Linked DNA regions of Ovis aries: region 1 is linked to region 2. A link is a contact called in public Hi-C data. All regions are on one chromosome and are shown on one strand. Each heading gives the region's core, a stretch centred on a gene start, on an enhancer-like site or on the middle of the called end of the contact. The rest is flanking DNA. Distances are from core to core; before and after follow the strand shown. Region 1 holds the start of IST1 (IST1 factor associated with ESCRT-III). Region 2 holds the start of DHX38 (DEAH-box helicase 38).

The links. A called contact is a pair of places that touch in the nucleus more often than the background predicts.
Region 1: a Hi-C map of hypothalamus shows a contact between it and region 2, with 2.2 times the contacts expected there. The contact joins the promoter of IST1 here to the promoter of DHX38 in region 2. A contact is called at or near these places in 4 of 16 Hi-C or Micro-C datasets (hypothalamus, liver, mixed tissues and 1 more).

The regions. Positions count from the first base shown.
Region 1 is chr14:38,725,324-38,729,932 of ARS-UI_Ramb_v3.0, forward strand. IST1 (IST1 factor associated with ESCRT-III) reads right to left here and starts at 1,992. Exons shown (of 10, transcript XM_060398472.1): 1 at 1,189-1,992.
Region 2 is chr14:38,547,651-38,552,129 of ARS-UI_Ramb_v3.0, forward strand. DHX38 (DEAH-box helicase 38) reads right to left here and starts at 1,329. Exons shown (of 27, transcript XM_027978135.2): 1 at 1,113-1,329. TXNL4B (thioredoxin like 4B) reads left to right here and starts at 1,611. Exons shown (of 5, transcript XM_042231880.2): 1 at 1,611-1,796; 2 at 4,129-4,167.

The DNA of each region.
Region 1 (4,609 bases), core at 742-3,241, 180 kb after region 2:
TAATCATGGACTCCAATCACTAGTGAATTCTTTTATCACTTAACATCCTATCTGCTACAGTCTTTAGTATTATACTTTAATGGCTGCCTAATACTGCACTGAGTAGCCATTTTTAATAATTTCCCAATCTTTTTTATATTTACCATATAAAATAATGAAGTTAGTATTCATGTGTATACTACTTTTTCTGTATTTTAAATTATCTCATTAGACTACACTCTCTTCTAGTTCTATTTTTAAATCAGGATAGACTTTGTGTCAATTGGGACTTAATTGTGATTTTACAGGAAAAGTGAAAAGTCTCTCAGTTGTGTCTGACTCTCTGCAACCCCACGGACCATACAGTCATGGAAATCTCCAGGCCAGAATACTGGAGTGGGTAGCCTTTCCCTTCTCCAGGGATCTTCCCAACCCAGTGATCGAATCCAGGTCTCCCACATCACAGGTGGATTCTTCACCAGCTGAGCCACTAGGGAAGCCCAAGAAAACTTGAGTGGGTAGCCTATCCCTTCTCCAGCACATCTTCTGACCCAGGAATCGAAGTGGGGTCTCCTGAATTGCAGGAGGATCCTTTACCAGCTGAGTTACCAGGGAAATGATTTTAAAGGAATGAAAGCTTAAATTAAGTAGATTATATAGAGCTGGGGATTCTGGGGCTCCCAATCATTGAAATTCCAGAGGCAAAGGAAGACAGGAAGAATGACAACAATCTGGACAGAACAGTAACATTACTTTAAAAATGAGAAGACTTAGGAAACTGGGTGACTTTAAAATATAATACTAACATTAAGGTTTCAAAACAATCTTTTATCGTCGAATAAAAGGATATTACTAAGTATTCCTATCCCAGAAGATGGGGTTCTGAGAAAGCTGTAAAAACAAAATTTCCGGTGGAAGTTTCTCCTAAGTACAGGAGTCAAAAAAGCTACTACTTGCGAGGGGCGGGGGTTGGTGGGCCGACGACGACACATATATTAACTATTACTTTATTAAATGAATACATAATGGGGGTATAAACGAAACAAGATTAGCAAGAAAATAATCGTTGATGAAAATGGGTGCTTTAAATTTTCATAATAAAAAGTTTAAAAAAATCATGAATACGCTAGCATAATAGAAAAACTATGACCAGCTCTTAATTTCAGTTTTACTACTACAATGAGTGAAAGTGACTCTCTTTCCTATTACCTAATTATTAAACGGGCGCTCTTGGGTCCCGATCCTTGTAAAACTTGATGCAGGTAGAGATTCCAGTCCTCTCACCTGCAGCACCGCGGAAAGGGAGCAATGAGAACTGAAAGAGAAGGGGCGCAAGGACAAGACACAGGCTCCTCAAAAGACCGCTCATCACACAAGAAGGGGTCCGCGAAAGGGGTCAAAGGTCGCGTTTTGCTTCCGCTAAAGAAAAAGGCAATTTCGCCCAGAGCCCCCAGGTACTTTCCCTGGAGGCCGCGCCGCCCAGGGGAGGCTGCCCGGCTCGGACGCGGACTCCCTCGGGCACCAGGGACACAACCGAACCGAAGTCTCTCTGGGCCAGAAGAGATGGGGTGAGGGCAGCGGCCGAGAGCGCCGGCCTGGCCCTGTCCGCGCCGGGTGCCAAAGCCCAGGCCGCGACACTTCCACCCCGGAGTAGAGACGGCTCGAAGCAGGGAGGACAAGAAAGTTTGGCGGTGTCATACATCCACGACTAGCGGTCTCCGAGCTGCTCGAGGCCCTGCCACGCCCCCGAGCCCGGCCTTCGGCGGCCTTCCGCGTCGCAGCCCCTCCGGCCCGACCTCCGGCCTGACCCAGGATCATTGTTTCTCCTCACCTGCCACCTCAGAATCGTCCAAATCCCTGGCTAGGGACTTATAAATCCGGGGCGCAGTGTGGGGAAGAAAACAAAGACGCTCGACCCTGAAAAAGCCCACTCACCTGGCCAAATCCGGACGTGAAAACGGCAGAGACGCACTTAGGAACCAAGACTCAGCATCCAAGATGGCGACTCCCTCTGCCTCAGCACAGCGAGCACGGGCGGAGGAATCCGCGGGACAGAGTTAGCCACGCCCTCTTTCCAGGGATTGGCTGCGCGCCCGCCGCTCCTGGGACTCATGCCCTGAGGGCCTCAGGGCTCCCCTGCCCAGATTCCTTCGGAGCCGGCGCAGCCGGGGACTACTTCCCGCGGCGGAGGCACGGAAGGAGGGAGCAGACTTGTCACGCCTGCAGAATCACCTGCTGGGGCGTGCCCTGGGTTTCGCAGGTTACTCCCTGGGCGCGGGGAGGCTGGCAGCTGAGGCTTGTTTTCCGAGTCCGCGCCCAGTGCCTTGTTCAGGATTTTTCCAGTCCGTGGAAAAACCGGCTTCAGCACGGCCTTCCAAACATCTGGAGTTAGTCTGCTCTTGTCCCGCGCTCGACTTCAGTCGCCACGGGGACTTTCCTCCTGCGTCTCGGTTCATTTCGTCAAATTACCTGCTAAGCAGGTTTCCACTCTTCTCTGGCAGCTGACGACTCTTTTTCCGGCTCTTCGCCCTCCTTCCTTAGTCGTCCACCCTCTCGCTTACCCACTCTGATACTCCTGACCCGCTTTTTTAAACCAAGTCTGATTGCTCTTTCAAACAGAATACCGATAGTTTTTTAAGTAAGATGTTTCCTCTCACCAGCACATTCTCTGGAAATTTACCTTATCTCTGTATTCAGAGAAAACTTTTTCTTTTAGTTATCTTTGTGCTTAACTTGAAAACTATTCTGATTGACGTTAGAAGGGGTTTCCTAAGCCCTTGGCTTCTAGAAGGAGGTAATCCTGCCCCCTGCTGTACTGGGTGCATCTACCAAGACCAAAATTGTGGTTTGCTAAATTGTGATGAGGTAATCTGACAAAGATGGAACCAAGAGTAACTATATGAGGTTTATATGAATTTATAAGTAATGTGTCTCTCTAACTACTTCTAGTATTTCTAAATTAGAAGCAGCTTTCAGAACCTCAGTATACAGTGCGTGGTTCCTTTAAAATGTATGGATTTTTGTTGTTGGTAAATACATGCATATAAGAATTATTCTGCAGTAAAGCAAAAGCGTCTAAAAAAAAAGTGAGCAAACTGCTTGGATCTAAACAGGCTTAGAAACACAGCAACCACATGTCACATGGACCTTGTTTAGATAGCCTGAAACCAATTTATAGTCTTTTATGGGCTTCCCTGGTGGCTCAGACGGTAAAAGAATCTGCCTGCAATGCAGGAGACATGGGTTAGATCCCTAGGTTGGGAGTTGGGAAACCCACTGCAGAAAAGTCTGGCAGGCTATAGTCCATGGACTCGCAAAGAGTCAAGACTGCCGGATTCCAGTTATTTGAGGAATTTAAAGAGGTCGGCTCAAGACAGAAGGCAGAATGGTGTGGAAAGGGAGAGTGGGGAGTTACTGTTTAATGAGTACAGAATTTCAGTTTGGAATGATGAAACCGTTCTGGTGACGGATGGTGGTGATGGTTACAGAACCGTGAATGTACTTAATGCCACTTTACTGTACAACTAAAACTTTTAAAATGGTAGCTTTTATGTGCATTTTACCACAATAAAAAATATTCATTGTAAAAATTTTCAAATGACGTCTGTGTCATGCTGCTGCTGCTGCTGCTAAGTCGCTTCCGTTGTGTCCGACTCTGTGCGACCCACCCCATAGACAGCAGCCCACCAGGCTCTTCCATCCATGGGATTTTCCAGGCAAGAGTACTGGAGTGGGTTGCCATTGCCTTCTCCGCTGTGTCATGGGAGAGAATTAAGTAATATACTAGTGCATTAAATGGAAAATGTGGCACCTGCAAGAAAACTGCCTTTACAGAAAGAGGGCTAAGAGATACAATAACCAAATGAAATGCATAAAATTCAATTGGATCCAGATTAGGAAAAAAAATACATATTTGGGAGAACAACTTGGGAAATTTGAATATGTACTAGATATCAGATATTATGGAATTATTGTTAATTTTCCTTGGTATAATCATGACACTGAGTGGAGAATGCCCTTATTCTTAGAAGATGCCTGCTGAACTGTGTAGAACTGATGGATCATGGTGTCGACAACTTAACTTTTATATAGTTGAGAAAACAGGAAGTGTGTGTGCACAACTAGGCTATTATATGTCTTAATGGGAATTGTTAGGTTTCCCCCAGAAACTACCAGACTAAGCTAAGATCTCAGCAATAAGTATATATATAAATATATATATGTAACATGCACGCACACACATATATATATTTGGATGTGCCACATGGCATGTGGGGACCTTAGTTCCCCAACCAGGGATGGAAACTGCACCCATAGTCTTAACCACTGGACCACCAGGGAAACCCAAGTATATTCTGATTCTGTTCTGTCAGTTTAAAAACAGAATAAAATGGACTGATTTCAATACTCTGTTTTTTAAGGACAGAAATATATTTATTGTTTTTACTAGTTTGAGAATATATATGTAAAGTAAACTGAAAGGCCTATGCACACCCTCCATGCCATTGTTAGTTTTTGGAATATATTATTTAAAAATTTTATTTATTTAAAATTTAACACAAATAGGATAACAATATACACTCTATTCAGTACACTTGGGCTTCCCTTGTGGCTCAGCTGGTAAAGAATC
Region 2 (4,479 bases), core at 79-2,578:
TGCTTATAAACATAACCCATTTTGTGCTTGAATAATTTCCCTCATTCCAACAAGTCATTAAAGCAAAGAACTATCAAGAGAACCACCAGAAGCCAAAATGCTTTACACAGCTCTAATTAACATGCACATTTCTATAGAAAAATATAGCCTAACAGACTGAACACACAATATAGCCAAACAGACTGGACACAGAAACAAGAGCTGCATTTTGGAAAATGCCAACACAGAGAAGAGAAATGGAAAAGCTAACTTTTAGTGACATTTGTACTCATGGGACGGAATCTTCGCGGGAAGGTAAGATATACATGCTCTGCTCAGATGTCTGAACTAGAAAATATACCCCTAGAACGTCCTTTTATGCAGGAGAACTTTGTCTTGTTGACTGCATTGCCCGGTGCCTAGCAAAATAAACATTTGAGGAATAAATAATTTTAAACTGATTAAAGGAAACAGGGAGCCAGAAATCTCTAGAGACAGCAAAGAAAGGTGCCAAGCAGCACAGGAAAAAGAATCTGACAAACAGGACAACTAGTGGCTGAGAAAAACAAGAAGTTTAAATGTTGTCTTCTGAAAAAGGATTAGTGGCAAAGAAGCCACAGAGGCACAAGAAAAATAATGAAGAAAGAAACTGTATACATTCATTCAACAATTACCGAGGGCCTTCAGTGAGCCAATCGCTTGTTCTGGGCATTAGAGATAAGAGACCAAAACAAAAATCCCGATCTTTTTGGAGTTGACATTTTATTAAAAGATATCGCCTGGAAGAGATACCACTGTGACAGACAAAAAGAAAACGAAAAGAGCCCTTCTGGGCTCGGTGTCTCTCTGGGAGTGGGCTAACGAGAAGGTCTAAGGACGTGGGCGGGGTGACTCCCGGCAGCATCCCTGGACCTCTGGGAGGCCGCGTTAGTGTGCACGATCTTACATGATCAAGGAGAAAGGCCGGGGCCGGCAGAACCCGCGCAGCATTCCTACAGTGAGTAAGGCAAGTTAGATGACAGGGACAAGACTTTACAAGCCCGGGCCCGAACTTGAGCGAAAGGCCGAGATTCGCCTCTTGGAGCTGCCAAGGCTGGCGAAGAAAAGGTCGGAAAGGAAAAAGGGACACTCACCTCACCAAGCCTGACTCTCGGAACCTGCTGTCCGGGATTCTGGGGCGCTAGCGCCGCCAACTCCTCGCTCAGACCGCTGTGAGAGCCAAAATCAACTACATGAAAGCGGCCATTATTGTCCCATAATACTTTACGCGGCTCCTTCTATCCATCCAAGGATACCATCGAGAGCAGCCCAGAAAACGCCTGTTCCCGGTGCGACACAGAACGCGACCGCGCATGCGAGACTAGACTGTCTTTCTCTGGGGCTCTGATCACAGTCACTTCCGAGTCCCCTGGCGACCAATCATGCTTAGTGTAAGAGGCGAGGCCCCGCCTGTAAGTGGGGCGTGGGAGGGAGAAGCAAAGAGACCTGTCAGGTTTAATGAGGGCGGGGGTGACCCTAGGGCTTCCGGTCAGAGCAGGGTAGGTGGGCGTGACTAGAATAGCTTCTTCTGCTGATTGGGTTATTGAGAGCTGAACGCGCGTTCATCACTGCGCCTGGGCGTTTTCGTTTTCAGTTTCCGTCCGCTCTGGTGGTCGGCAGAGGGTTGCTAGGCAACGGCTCCAGGTTACTTTGAATTGGGGTCGCCGCCACGGTTGGGGCAGGGGAAAAAAAGCCTTCTGAGTAGGCTTTTTCGAGAAAGGGTCGGGGTTGTCCACAACCCTGAAGTGGAAGAGAAGGAGGTGACGTGTACAGTTAAAGTAAGTATCGTTTTCCCCAGTAGTTGTGGGCCAGAAGTAGCCCAACCACAGGCGTCATTAAAAATATATATGTCGGATATTTGGGGGAAATAAAGACGCGCGCCTACAGTGTAAGTAAAAATCACTCGTCTGTTCACACGCAGAGATAATCTCTGACGGAGTTGAAAGTGAAAGTCGCTTAGTCGTGTCCGACTCTTTGTGACCCCATGGACCCTACAGTCCGTGGAATTCTCCAGGCCAGAATACTGGAGTGGTTAGCCTTTCCCTTCTCCAAGGGATCTTCCCAACCCAGGGATGAAACCCAGGTCTCCTGCACTGCAGGCGGATTCTTTACTAGCTGAGCCACCAGGGAAGCCAAGAATACTGGAATGGGTAACTTATCCCTTCTCCAGAGGATCTTCCCAACCCAGGAATCGAACTGGGGTCTCCTGCATTGCAGGCGGAGTCTTTACCAACTGAACTATCAGGGAAGCCCTGGCATTTTCATTTTTATTTATTTTTCTATGTGAATATTTATGCATTATAGTTAGGTTTTTGTACAAAAGTGGGAGCACACTTTATATACTACAGTTTTATAAAAAAATTTTTTCTTTATCGTGAGGGTTTTTCAATTATTCGTCTCTAACCCAGTATATAATGATACTGTGCTAGTACATCACTGGGCTATACTATCATTTATTCCCTCTGTCCATTACTGATGACTGTTTAGGTTTTTTCCAGTTTTCCACACTTATAAATGGTACACAAATCTTTGTGCACGTCTATTTATTTACTAGGGATTCTCAGAAGTGGAATTGTTGGTCGAAGAGTATTTCAGATTTCTTTTCTAGAAAAGTTTCATTTCTCTACCTTCCATCAGGTATTAAATGCCTGCCAGTTCACTCACACTCTTGCTGTTTTTCTTTTTTAATCTTTGCCAAATGAATGACTTTTAAAGATATATCTTTTAATTTGCTTTCCTTTGCTTACAGGTAAAGCTTAACTTTCCAAATATATCTGTCCATTTTTACCTCCTCTTTTGTCAGTTCTCTATTGGTATTCTTTGCTGTGGACATTTTGTTAGGCATGGTCTCTCCCCATGCCTAAAGAGAAATTTCCCTCTCCCCCTTCCAACTTTTATCCAGTCCCACTCTCTCACATGCTTACCTCCACACTCCCTGTTGACTGCTTCCTCCTCTCTTAACAATACAGAAGTTGCTGGTCATTTGATTTCTAGTGGTGGGACAAATCCATCTTCTCTGACTTTCCCTTTCAACAGTAATTTGTTCTGCCACTCCTATTTGACGAAAGCCCCTTTTGGCAATCTTCTTTCCTATTTAAAGTATGACCTATTACTGGGACAATCTCCTATCCTATATGAATTTTATCTTAAAATGTGACTTGCCACTGAAAAAGAGAGAATGAAATCGTCCCTTTTCATAGCATTCAGTCCCCTGGGACTGAATTCAAAATATCAAGTATCTCAATGGAGTCTCTTGTGGATCAGAAATAGAGCTCCTTGATCAAAGAGTATTCTTGATCATAAAAATAGGACTTATTGTAGTAAATAAGTTGGGCTTCCCTTGTGGCCCTGGTAAAGAATCGCCAGCAGTGTGGAAGACCTGGGATCCATTCCTGGGTTGGGATGATCCCCTGGACAAGGGAAAGGTTACCCACTCCAGTATTCTGGCCTGGAGAATTCCATGGACTAGTCCATGGGGTCGCAAAAAGTGTGACACAGCTGAGCAACTTTCACTTTCACTTCCATTGTAGTAAAAGGAATACGGGACTAGAAATTTGATGGCATGGATTCTGGTCCTTGTTTTTGTAGCTAAAAAGGTAACTGTGAACCTGAAAATGAGAATCCCCTTCTGTCTCAGTGTTTTGCTATTTGTTTTGTGTGTGTTTGGTTTTTACGCCCTCTTAGTTGATCTGTTTGCATGTAATGAGGTACTCTCAATAAGACATACACCAAGAATCTTTAAACTAGAACTCATGATAATATAAATGTCTGTCAATAAAAGACTGTACAAAAGGGATGGAGCATGCATGAAGTAGTATGGCACTGTAACAAGAAACGTGTGAGTTTTCTGCATAGAGCAATGGGAAGATATTCACACGTGAGGTAAAGTGCAGAAGAGTGGGTAAAGTATGTGTGCTGGACATCTGTCGTTTACCCCTCCAGATCCACTCTTCTCTCTAGACTGCTCTGTGTCAGGAGGCTTGTTTGCCTCTGCAGCTCCCCTGCCCTCTTTGTTCCAGCTGGAGTCAGTCAGTGGAAGCGTTAGTGTTAGCATCAGAGGGCAGGGGAGAGTGGCTGCCTCCCCTCACTGCAGGCTGACCCCCTTTATAGCGGCCCTGTCCACCCATCAGCGTTGGCCACACAGTTCTGGTAAGTACTCCCTCCTGTGGCTCCTCCGGGCCTGGGGGTGAGAACAGCACCCCGTCCTGGCCCTCCTAGCTGAGGGTTCTTCACTATTCCCTGTTCTTTGCTATGCCCTGCCTCAATGAAAGTCTTCAAATGACCAAATTTGAAGGTGGCATCTCTTTCCCGCTGGAACCGACTGATAGAATACACTATCTTTTGAGTGACAAGGGGAAAAAACATCTTTGTATTTTCTTTGAATGCATAACAAACTTTTCTGAGAAACTAATGAAAGTTGTTGCCTGGTAACTACCCCAGGGTGCTGGCAACCAAGTCCTC